3 separate regions of the Mus musculus genome follow, and regions 1 and 2 are each linked to region 3. The links are chromatin contacts, called in public Hi-C and HiChIP or PLAC-seq maps. All regions are on one chromosome and are shown on one strand. The core of a region is the stretch at or near the end of the contact, and the rest is flanking DNA. Distances in the headings are between cores, read along the strand shown. Region 1 overlaps Pxk (PX domain containing serine/threonine kinase). Region 2 overlaps Pxk (PX domain containing serine/threonine kinase). Region 3 holds the start of Pdhb (pyruvate dehydrogenase (lipoamide) beta).

Region 1 (3,909 bases), core at 1,079-3,578, 33 kb after region 3:
AAAACAAACAAGCAAAACAAAAAACAAAAAAATCCAAACATATATATATATATAGATGTCCCAGCAGATCAGTAGCTGGCAATGTTTGTCATCGAAGCCTGATGGCCCGAGTTCAGTCCCTGGACCCTAAGTAAAGGGACCTCACACCGCATGGCTTATATCTCCACATTCAGACAATGAAACTGAAGCTTACAAACAAATCTTGGCACAGAGATAAAGATCAGCCAAATAACCCAAAAGATGACCTAACAGCCAAACTTTTGGAATTTTATAGATCTAAATTACTGTCACCTTTATATCAAATATTTGTTTGTTGGGGGAAAATATAGCAATGATATCCAGTATAATATATCAAGTTATATCAGTATATATCAAGCTATAGATAATACGACAATGTCTCTGATTTTGGAAAGTACAAAAGAACTTTCCCATTAAGAAATTTGTCATTCTAGGAGGCTACAGAAAAAGGTCACTTGTTCTTCTAAAAGGCCTAAGTCTGGCTCCTGATAACCGTACTGGATAGCTCACAACCACCTGTCACTCTAGCGTGAGGGAATCTGTCACCTTCTTCTGGCTTCTGCAGCAGCCCCAACACATATAGCAGACACATACACACAATAAAATAAATCTTTTTTAAAATTGTAATTCTTGGTGAAATATGAGTGCAGCTGTGGTTGTCTGAATAGGAGGTGTGGCCTTGTTGCAGAAATGTGGGGATGGGCTCTGAGGTCTCATATGCTCAAGCTACACCAAGTAAGGACAGTCCCTCTCTAGCACCATGTCTACCTGTATGCCATCATGTTTCCTGCCGTGCTGATAAAGAACTAAGCTGTTCAAACTGTAAGCCAGCCCCAAATTAAATGTTTTCCTTTATATGAATTGCTATGGTCATAGTGTCTCTTCACAGAAATAACACCTGAACTAAAACAACAACTTAAGTAAAATCAAAAATCTCTTACCTCTAATATCTGCCGCCCATATGTTTTTATTTGCTGGAGTTCAAGGCCCTGGGTTTTCTTAGGGTTGCAGTATTTCTTTAGGAAGGGGTCCTTTGGTTTTGCCTTTAGAAAAGAATCAACCATGCATAAAGAGCTAGAGGAGGCAATGTTTACCACAGGCTTCCTGAAAAGCTAGGAAAGACTCTAGGAGGAGTCAGCCAGGGGCCCCAGCACACAGGATATGGGGTCTGGTGCTGTTAACCCAATAGTCTGCAGCTGAGGTAAAGAGCCTGGTCTGAGCTCTAGTTCTCCTGTACCCAAGGGACGACACACTGCATCTCACCCTAGGCCATCCCCGAGTCTTGCCTACTGTAGGAATTTCCCAGGACTGCTCTGCTCCATGCAAAGTATAAACTTGCAAACTCACCATCAGAGCAGCCTACCATGTAATAGACAGACACCCACTTCTGCTCATGGGAAAGACATGCTATTCAAGCAAACTAGTCTTTCCGAATCAGATCTAATTGTGTCCGTTTGTTTTTGCGATAGGGACTATGTGACCCAGGTTAGACTGAAATTCATAAGCCTCCTGGCCAGTCTCCCAAGAACATGGGATCTCACCATGCTATGCTTAAAATGTAAAAATTAAAGTTCATGGGGCTTAAGGGGGGAAACGACTTAATTATAATCTTGAGGAAAATTATTTTTTAAAATTTCATGGGGCCTAACTTTTGGAAATTTATATATCAAGCATCAAAACGGATTCTAAAGGGACTGAAGAAATCTATAAGCTTGACCAGCTTGATTTATAAGTGGTACCTTGTAGATCAGATCCTTCAAAGTTCCCTTCTCATTAAAGGCTCTAATCAGCAATGCGGAGGACTCGCTAGCCGTGGCAAAGGTGACCCGATAGATGTAAGGGTGCTGCCAAAACAAAAGAAGAAATTCAGGTTACTTTACACCAGAATCTAGGGCCTTTTAGATTCATGTTCTCTTTCCGGAGAGGCAAGCACCCGTGGCTGGTTTAGTTTTATGCAGATGTGCCACTTCCTGAACTCAGGCTACTTTTAAGTGACTAGAGGATCCACTAGCTCCTCTCCCTCGGATGGGAGGAGGGGAGAAGTGACAAGAAGGAGGGGCAAGCTCCACACCTGAGGCCTTGCTTGGCTAAGCCCCTCATGAGAGGTCTCTGAAAGCCCCCTCACTCTGCTCTGTGCATCCAGATTTCAGGCAAAACCGCGGTGGCAGAGAAGAAAAGGGCTGAGTTTTAATTAAGAGCCAATAAAGAACTCAATCAACAGTCGCTCAGCAGTCAGAGCAGCTACGTGGGAGAGCAGGCCAAGTGTGTCTCTGCTCACAGCTTTGCCGCTTACTCCACACTGCTGCTTGGATGCCAAGGCAGGGAGCATATCCACTTGGGAGCTGCATGAGCAGCGTGCTTTGGTATGGAAGGCAAAGCGTGGACTTCCCTGACTTCCTACACAAGTCTGCAGTATGCGGCGGATTCAGTGTCTTCCGCAGCTGGGACCCAAATGCCAGCCAGCAAGGTAGGTAGACAAATTCTTTAAAGACTTAATGTGCTCCTAAAACCTGGAACTTTGGTTACATGGACAAGAAGCCTGACTGACTGCTCAGGCTCTAGGTAACCTGAGCGGGCGAATGACAAAGAGCCCTTTGCTGTCTGAGCTGCCTTTGTCAGGCTAACTCGCTGGCCTGGGGAAACGTTCATTACTTATTCTAATGCACAGTCCTAATCCAAGAGCTTACTTGGATTATCACCAGGACATATTCAAAATATGTCTGAGATCTGACGTGCAAACGGGCCAATGTGAATCCATTACCTAGAAGGAGTTGCTTGAGGACTGAGCCACCAAGCCCAGCTAAGGTGCATATCTTTGTTGTTGTTTTACTGATATTTTTTTTCCAAGACAGGGTTTCTCTGTGTAGGCCTTCGCTGTCCTGGTACTTGCTCTGTAGATGAGGCTGGCCTGAAACTCTGAGACCCTACCTTGGCTTCCCTGGTGCTGGAATTAAAAGAGTGCACCACTACCATCTGGCTTAATGTGTATTTCTTATATGCACTATGTTGGGATATGGGGGTGGGGCTGTTTTTGTTATTTGAGGCAAAGTCTCACTATGTTGTCCAGGTTGGTCTTGATTTTGTAACCCCCCTACCTCTGCCTCCAATACTGGTACAGTAGCACTGCTGTTGGTTTTGTTTTTGTTTTAATTTTTTTGGATTTATTTATTTTATAAAGTATGAGTATTTTTCCTACAGGTATATATGCACATTATATATGTATCCGCTGCCCACGGGGGACAGTGGCAAAGCGTGACAACTGGAATTACGGATTGCTGTGAACTACCATGTAGATGCTCAAAATCAAACCCAGGTATCCTGCAAGAACAAGCGTCCTAGCCTCTGAGCCGTCTCTCCAGCTCCTTCTTTCTTGTTCTTGTCTTTTTTTTTTAAACATTCATTATGAGTAATTTTAAATCTGGGTGCTAACTGTGCCTGGTGGTTCAAACCTATAATACCAGAGTTATGAGACAGGGGCAGGAAGATCAAAAGTCCAAGGCCAGCCTGGGTCACAGAGTTAGCTCAATGACAACCTGGGGAACTTGGTGCAACCCTATCTTAAAATAAAAGATAAATGACAGGTGGGGGCATAGTTCAGTGGTGGAGCATCTGCCTAGCATATACAAAGCTCTTGATTCAAACTCAATTACTGCAAATAACAGCAACAAAAATCTGGGTTCTTGAATGCCTATCATACAACCACTCAAACTCGAGACCATAGCATTTTTCTTGGATGTAGATCACACCTCATTAAATCATGGCCTTATTGCTTTAACAAGATGAATTCAAAGGTGAATGCGATGGACAAGCCACTCCATAAAGCAATTAATTCTGGTGTATGGAAAACAGGTAATTAACACTAACCCAGCCATAGGCCAAACTCCAGTCTTT
Region 2 (3,454 bases), core at 860-3,359, 61 kb after region 3:
CAGCTAGGACAGAGCATTAAGCAGATGAACTGACCTGCTGGAGGGCCAGTTTCTCTGTGTGTCTGACCCAGGGACTGCAGAGGGCTGAAGTGTCCCTCTCCTTTATGCCACTGGCGTCAGGACACAGGGTAGCGACAACAGACACCCTGACTCAAGGCCCAACTGGTACCTTCTAGTTTACCAGGATAATTTTTCTGAGCCTCAGTTTACCCCTCTACACAATCCTATCTTTCCAGTGCAGCTATGTCGAATACTAAATGAGAGCGCTGTCAGAGGTGCCACTAGGATGGTCAGGTTCCGAGTTCTCAAAGTGTCTGCAGTCTTTACGGCATAGCAGTGCCTGGGTCAAAAAGAGAACAGCAGCAGCCATTCTCCTCAGCAGGGATAACAAGTCCAACTTCTGTCACTCTAGCCCTACGACTCCTATTCCTCCCCACTTTACCACACTACAATGTCATGGTCAATTAACATACGTAAATTTTATAATAAGGAAAATCAAGGTTTTTGTTTTTGTTTTTTCGAGACAGGGTTTCTCTGTGTAGCCCTGGCTGTCCTGGAACTCACTCTGTAGACCAGGCTGGCCTCAAACTCAGAAATCCACCTGCCTCTGCCACCCAAGTGCTGGGATTAAAGGCATGTGCCAACACTGCCCTGCTGAAAACCAACTTTTAAAACATTTATTTACTCTGTGATTTACTCTGTGTGTGTGTGTGTGTGTGTGTGTGTGAGAGAGAGAGAGAGAGAGAGAGAGAGAGAGAGAGAGAGAATATGACCCTGTAGAGTTGGAGTTGGCTTTCCCTGACCATGTGGACCTCAGGGATTTTGTTCAGGTTGTAAGTCAGGTTGTAAGCACATTTACCTGTTGAGCGATCTCATTGGCCCCAAAACCAGTTTTTAAGAAGTAAGTTGGCGGATTTCTGAGTTCGAGGACAGCCAGGGCTACACAGAGAAACCCTGTCTCGAAAAACAAAACAAAACAAAAAATAAAGAAGTAAGTTGGTTTGTAGGCTGGGGCATTCATTGCACAGCAGTAGAATACTTGCCCAGCTGGAGGCTAGAGAGCTGGAGGCACTTTGTTCAATCCCAGCACTGAGAGAAAACACAACACATTGGAGGCTACACTTATCATTTAAACTGCACAGCTTTAAGCAAGACTTCTGAGAGGAAAGGACTGAGATGCCACATCTGATTATCAATAACAAATAGAGTTGATCCCTCTTTTCATTTGATAAGGGACCATCCTGTCATCACCCACTGGTGGGTTTTTTTGGTTGGTTGGCTGGGTTAGTCTTTCAAGAAAGGGTTTTTCTGGGTAACAGCCTGGGCTGTTTTGGAATTCACTTTGTAGACCAGGCCTGCCTCTACTTCCCAAGTGCTGGAATCAAAGGCCTGTACCACCACCCAGCCACACATTGGCATTGTAATTGTTCTGGGGAGAATAAAAAACATAACCTGAAAAAAAAAGTAAATTAAAATTTCTATCTGCATGAAAACTGATGAAATAGGTGTGGGAAGGCTGCTGAGGTGCATCTTAGAAGCTTGACTCTCCAGCACCTCGTTAACAGCAGCACGGTGACACACACCCTCCTGACAGCACTCGGGACAGACGGGGAGGAGAGTCAGAGGATCAAGGTCAACTTCAGAGATTCAAGACCAGCTAGGGGTTGCGTGAGGATCTGGAAATTCTGAGTGAAGTTAAGCGGCTACAATATCACTTCCTGGTTTTAATAATGGTTCTTACCAAGACGGAGAGATGAGGACACCAAAGTCTCTTCAACCCAGTGAGAACATGACGGTGTCCTAACACATGGACTCTAGTTCATAACAGCTGTGTGTGTCACCATGACGTTACACACTATGCTGTCATAGCTTTCTCAAAGGGCACAAGCTCTCTCTAAGACCATTCAGTTTATTCCAAGTCCCAACTAAAGGCCAGAGTTCAGAGAGTTAGTACCTTAGACATAGTCCCTGAGCTCTTAGTGAGAGTGACCGGGAAGTTGGCCTCTAAGACAGACCCAAGGACAAGGCCGCTCCTACATTCCATGACCTTAGTTAGGCACACACTTCCGCATTGTGCAGGTTCCTTTCGGCACATTCAGGTCAGCTGGGTAAGCAGAACCAGCCTATCAGGTCAGGAGGATATGGCCTGCACGTAGCTGCATGGTGACTGAATGACACAGGCTGACTCAGGTCATCAGGTCTGCACAAGTAGTGTTTTTACCCAGCCGGCCATCTCAGCAGTCCTCTTGCCACTGCTGTTAATGTAGCCACTGGAAATTGCAAAATTACATATGCCCTCATGCTATGTCTTTACGGGCTGGTGCTGCTCTCAGCCGCTAGCATGCGTGATAAATTAGCTCCATGCCCAAGTGGCCACGGAGAAAACTGAAAAAACTGGCCACCCAAATCACTGACTCAGTCTGGGTTCACAGGGGTACCTTAAAATTGCTGGCATCTGGGTCAGAGCAGCCATCAGACAGCTCATTCTGCAGGTCTGATAACAGATCACTCAAGGTTCAAGGAGTAGCCATTCTGCCACTCTGAGCCCTGAGGTTTATAACGACTATTCTATCTGTACTCCATTTTCTCCAAGTGAAAATGGACACCAGTGAAACTCAACCCTGATAGTTTTAAGGATCAAATGAAAAAAAGAAAAACAACTAGAAAAACATGACGTGTCATAAAGTAAAATATATACTTAGCATCCCTAAGAAGACTAAATCAATGTCATCCCTAGGTATTTATTCAGAAGGAACGAAAATGAATGTTCACAATGACTTTACCCAAGTGCTCACGGCAGCTCTACTCTTAATATACCCAACTGGAAGCTACCAACTGCTGATGTGAAGATAATGAACTGTTTATATACACTTGGTGGAATACCAGTCAGCCATTTAAAGAACCTTGGGGCCGAGCCTGGTGGCATGTGCCTGCCTGTCTTTCCAGAAACTTGAGAGGAGGCAAATGATCATTTGAGCCCAGAAATTCAAGGTCAAGCTCAATGTAATGAGACCATCTCTCTGAGAGGGAGGGGGAAGCAGACTGATAATATTATATTATAAAATATATGACATATATTTTATTGCATGTAAATTATGTTTCAACAAGTTCAACCTAACAGGAATTAAGGAGAAAAGGAAGAGGGGGAAAGGAAAGAGAAGAAAGACATCAATGATTAACGTGAAGTACTTCATGGTTTGCTAATGACAAGATCAACTGTACTACAGTCACCACACTCATTTCAGTGTCACTCAAAGGGTAGAAGTAAAGACCCCCCTCTGGCCCCAATGTCACTCAATTTCCCTAGTCATCGCTCTGGTGCACCTGTTCCTACCCGTCTGTCACCTGATCAACTTTTCCTTCAATATGTTTGTCTCAGTTAGGGTTTTACTGCTGTGAACAGACACCATGACCAAGGCAAGTCTTATAAAAAACAACATTTAATTGGGGCTGG
Region 3 (3,864 bases), core at 872-3,371:
GAAGGATTCCAAGCACTGGCTGTTTCCTCCATTGCTGGAGGTAACTGGAAGCTTGAAGTTGTCAGAAATAAGTTTGGGGACACAACGAAAGAGACCAGCACTTCATTTGAAGTGTCTGGACAAGGTGAACTTTACTCCTGATCAAGAGGGAGTTCTCAGAAAGAGGGAATACACAGGGAGACTGGGAGTGCGTTTCATCTTCATTCTAACTCAGGCGGTGATTGTTTCTTTTCCGAGTTGGCACGAGTCTGAAATCACAGTCTGATGCAATGGCTATCCTTAGATGACTCAGCAATCAGGAAATGCAAGAGGAAGAGGAAAGGAGTGAAAGGAAGGCCCATTGCCCCAGGTGTTGAATTCCAAGAACAAAGCAGTGGGCCTTTGCATAAATTATGCTTAAGGAAGATTCAAACTTTTTTTTCAACTTTTTTATTAGATATTTTCTTCCATTTACAATCAAAAGATTCAAACTTTTGCTCAAAGCTAGGTGTGGTGGTCCATTCCTTTAATCCCAGCACTAGTAGGAGGCAGAGGCAGACAGATCTCTGAGTTCAAAGCCAGCCTGGTCTACATCAATTTCCAGAATGTCCTTTGGTTACATGAAAGAGTGTCTTTGTTCACATATACTCTGAAGTTAGGGGACTCTGATGTAAGCAAACTTCATAGTTTGAATAGATGAGAACACTAAAGCCAATGTAGTGAATGCAATATTTAAGTTGCTAGTAAATAGAATTTGGAACATTTAAGCCATAGAAAAATAGTGGTAAGAAGAAAAACTATGGACTGGTTGGTGGTAGCATAAACCTTTAATCCCAGCACTCAGAAGGCAGTAGCAGGTGGATCTCTGTAAATTCAAGGCCAGCCTAGTCTACAGAGAGAGTTCCAAGACACCCAGGACTACACATAAAAACACTTCCTTGTGAGGAAAAACAAAAACCAAAACCACTTACATTAAAGTTTTTCAAGGCAGGAGAGGGGATTTGAAGTCCTTGTCCCAAACACAAGTTTATATAATTTTTGATAGAAAGACTCATATTGGGGCTGGTGAGATGGCTCAGTGGGTAAGAGCACCCGACTGCTCTTCCAAAGGTCCAGAGTTCAAATCCCAGCAACCACATGGTGGCTCATAACCATCCGTAACGAGATCTGATGCCCTCTTCTGGTATATCTGAAGACAGCTACAGTGTACTTACATATAATAATAAATAAATCTTAAAAAAAAAAAAAAAAAAAAAGAAAGACTCATATTTGATATATCTCACATGGTGACCACCTGATGGCAGCAATGAGGGAGGTTTGGAAGGAGGTGATCCCATACCTCAGTGTCCTTTTACAGTCGATGAGACTGAATGCAGAATATAAAGGCCACATCTAAGTATCTATTCTCAACTGTCTCTTGTCCTGCTAAAGCTATGTTTCAGGCTTCTCCAGTCCCGGTATGCCATCTAAATTCAGCAAGATCAGAACAACCTCCTCACCTCTTCTCGCCTGGATGGAGATAATACAAACAGAAACCACCTAAAAGCACTTATCAAGCACACATCACAGTACTTGGCACACAGTGGACGCTTAGTGCCTACATGAAAGCTATTGTTCACATTCAATTTACAGCGCCCTTCATATAATGGTAGGTTCACCCTCCACTGTTGTGTGTGCAAGATTCACACGTTGCTCAAAGTCCTTCAGTGCCCGCAAAGGGGTGGCTTTACGGTCCTAGCAGCCTCGGTCGGATCAGGCTGCACTGACTCAGTCCCAGCACGTGAGCAGTCAGCAGTCAAGTCTGAGTGTAGGGCGTGTTAGGTGCATGACAGCCTCTGCAAGCGGTCTGCAAAGTTATCTCCAGTGCACCGGGTCAGAGAGGAACAGCAGCCTCACGTCACCTCTGCTGGACCGCGACTCGCTAGGTGGGCGGGGCTCGCAGGCGTCGAAACTAGCCGTTGGCTACGCATGCAGAGGCGGGGCCCAGAGGGCGCGCTCTGCCAAAGCCTGGGGGCGGGGCCTATGAAATAGCGCCTTGCTATTGGCTTCCTCAGGAAGACGGGACTCTCAGTTACCATTCTATTGGCTTTGCCGAACAGAGGTGGGACGTAAAGGTGTCACGCCCTACTATTGGCTGCGTCAGACGGGCTCTGCGGCGCTTCTGTGTTGTCATTCGGCAGCTAGTAGAGGACACGGGCAAGATGGCGGTGGTGGCTGGTCTGGTGCGGGGACCCTTGCGGCAGGTAGGTAGCGGCCCCTAGCGCGTCCACTGTAGGCCCTGTGCCCTTTCTGAACCCTTTTTTCTCTCCCTTCCAGGCTTCCGGGCTGCTGAAGAGGCGTTTTCACCGCTCGGCGCCCGCAGCGGTGCAGGTAACCGGTCCCGACGTCGGGCAAGGCCGGGAGGGAGCCCTGGGGCCCGGGAGCAGGCCTGAGAGATCGGGGTCGTGTCTGCCCCAGGGCCAGGTGGCATCTTGGACCCTGACAGCGGCCGCGTCCTGCGGATGATTCGCGCTGCCTCTGTCCTCGCCCGGTGCCATTCATATTGGTAACCATCCCTTCGAGGCCGGTGGCAGTCGAACAGACAACCACCTGCTTTCCTGACTTTTAATCCCCACCCTGGAGTTGTGGTAAAATGTAGCTTTGAAATCTTATGTGTTCAAATGTGGCATCGAATGAATTCACGGTCTACACTGTCAACTTCCAGAACTTTACACGATAATAATTCACACTCTTTCGGCCGCTGTTGTATTGTACTTTTCTGGCTCTTTTTGAGTTCTTGTTTTAGAGCGTCATATAAGTTGAATCTTTTGTTCTTTTGTGTCTGGCTTATTTAAAAAGGTTCATCCACATTGTAGAATACATTCATCAGAATTTGTTCCTTTGGAACGTTGAATCATATCCTTTGTACGTTTTATTTATACATTCATTTAAGGGTGGTTTGTTTCTATCTTTTGAATTTGTTACGGTGCTGAGAACATTGGCTTGCAGATACATGCTTTTTTTGGCATATATATATCTAGAAGGATTTTATCAGTCTACATTACTGTAGTAGCATAGCAGCACCTGCATTGTGGATGTCAAGTGTTGTGCACTAGTGAACGCTTAATACTTAGTCGTAGTTAGTATCCATAGTTAGACCTTCCTTGCTAGTTCTCTAAGTCTTAGTACTTCAAGTGTATTGGTAAAACAGCCTGGCATGCTTCCTCCGTAGGAAACTGCCTGGGAGCTGGTTTAGCAATCGCTCAGTTTTCTTGCCCGTGCATATGAAGCAGTAGAGCAGAAGTGTTCTGTAAGCTTGTCACTGACGCCTAGTGAAGATTAGTTGGCATAAGTGGTACTTGTTACGTTCTATGTGTGTGAGCATGCACATTGTGGTCAATGTGCAGGGGATCCGTTTCCTCCTTCCGCCATGTAGGAAACTGGAGATGAAACTCAGCAGGCTTGGCCACCTTGCCTCCTCAGATTCTTGGAATGTGGGCTGCCTGCATGAGTGTTAAATTTATGTGTTATGTTGTGGGCAGTGTAGGTAAGTATAAGGAAGGGGGTTTCCATAGTCTCCTGAATAATCCTGTAGCATGTTTTCTGTTTATATACTTGTGACAGTTGACAGTTCGTGAAGCTATTAATCAAGGTATGGATGAAGAACTAGAAAGAGATGAAAAAGTTTTTCTGCTTGGGGAAGAAGTTGCCCAGTATGACGGTGCATACAAGGTAACTGAAATAGATAAACTTTATGTAAAATTTAAAAGTAGCCATTTGCCCTGACAACCACTTGGAAGTGATGTGGTTAAATCTTAATTGTAGGTTAGCAGAGGCCTGTGGAAGAAATACGGTGACAAGAGGATCATCGACACCCCCATCTCAGAGGTGCACTCTCTGGACAAG

Evidence for each region. A called contact is a pair of places that touch in the nucleus more often than the background predicts. HiChIP or PLAC-seq counts read pairs in DNA pulled down with a chosen protein or histone mark.
Region 1: a contact with region 3 is called in an H3K27ac HiChIP or PLAC-seq map of embryonic stem cells, with 44 read pairs. The contact joins the enhancer-like site here to the promoter of Pdhb in region 3. A contact is called at or near these places in 6 of 39 promoter capture datasets (the C10 cell line, the HPC-7 cell line, cranial neural crest and 3 more), 3 of 484 Hi-C or Micro-C datasets (embryonic fibroblasts, macrophages and uterus), 6 of 115 datasets of contacts at active chromatin or transcription factors (the 230-238 cell line, the HPC-7 cell line, the SCID.adh cell line and 1 more) and 3 of 9 other capture datasets (adipose tissue, liver and pancreatic islet).
Region 2: a Hi-C map of colorectal tumor organoids shows a contact between it and region 3, with 5 times the contacts expected there. The contact joins the enhancer-like site here to the promoter of Pdhb in region 3. A contact is called at or near these places in 10 of 39 promoter capture datasets (the C10 cell line, the HPC-7 cell line, cranial neural crest and 7 more), 9 of 484 Hi-C or Micro-C datasets (arterial endothelial cells, colorectal tumor organoids, dorsal root ganglion neurons and 5 more), 11 of 115 datasets of contacts at active chromatin or transcription factors (the 230-238 cell line, the HPC-7 cell line, the SCID.adh cell line and 6 more) and 3 of 9 other capture datasets (adipose tissue, liver and pancreatic islet).

The regions. Positions count from the first base shown.
Region 1 is chr14:8,138,595-8,142,503 of GRCm38.p6, reverse strand. Pxk (PX domain containing serine/threonine kinase) reads right to left here. Exons shown (of 18, transcript NM_145458.4): 8 at 1,758-1,862; 9 at 960-1,061. Among named protein-coding and RNA genes, the nearest start is that of Pdhb, 32 kb to the left of the region's middle. Within about 2 kb of position 2,328, at least 29 of the 459 cell types and tissues checked have an H3K27ac peak or open chromatin away from gene starts, as enhancers often do. A contact at or near this core is called in the HPC-7 cell line and embryonic stem cells, where this site is marked.
Region 2 is chr14:8,110,391-8,113,844 of GRCm38.p6, reverse strand. All of the region lies in intron 1 of Pxk (PX domain containing serine/threonine kinase), which reads right to left. Among named protein-coding and RNA genes, the nearest start is that of Pxk, 14 kb to the right of the region's middle. Within about 2 kb of position 2,109, at least 32 of the 459 cell types and tissues checked have an H3K27ac peak or open chromatin away from gene starts, as enhancers often do. A contact at or near this core is called in colorectal tumor organoids, trophoblast stem cells and uterus, where this site is marked.
Region 3 is chr14:8,171,249-8,175,112 of GRCm38.p6, reverse strand. It overlaps Pdhb (pyruvate dehydrogenase (lipoamide) beta), which reads left to right and starts at 2,121. Exons shown (of 10, transcript NM_024221.3): 1 at 2,121-2,222; 2 at 2,296-2,349; 3 at 3,583-3,690; 4 at 3,784-3,846. The coding sequence starts at 2,181.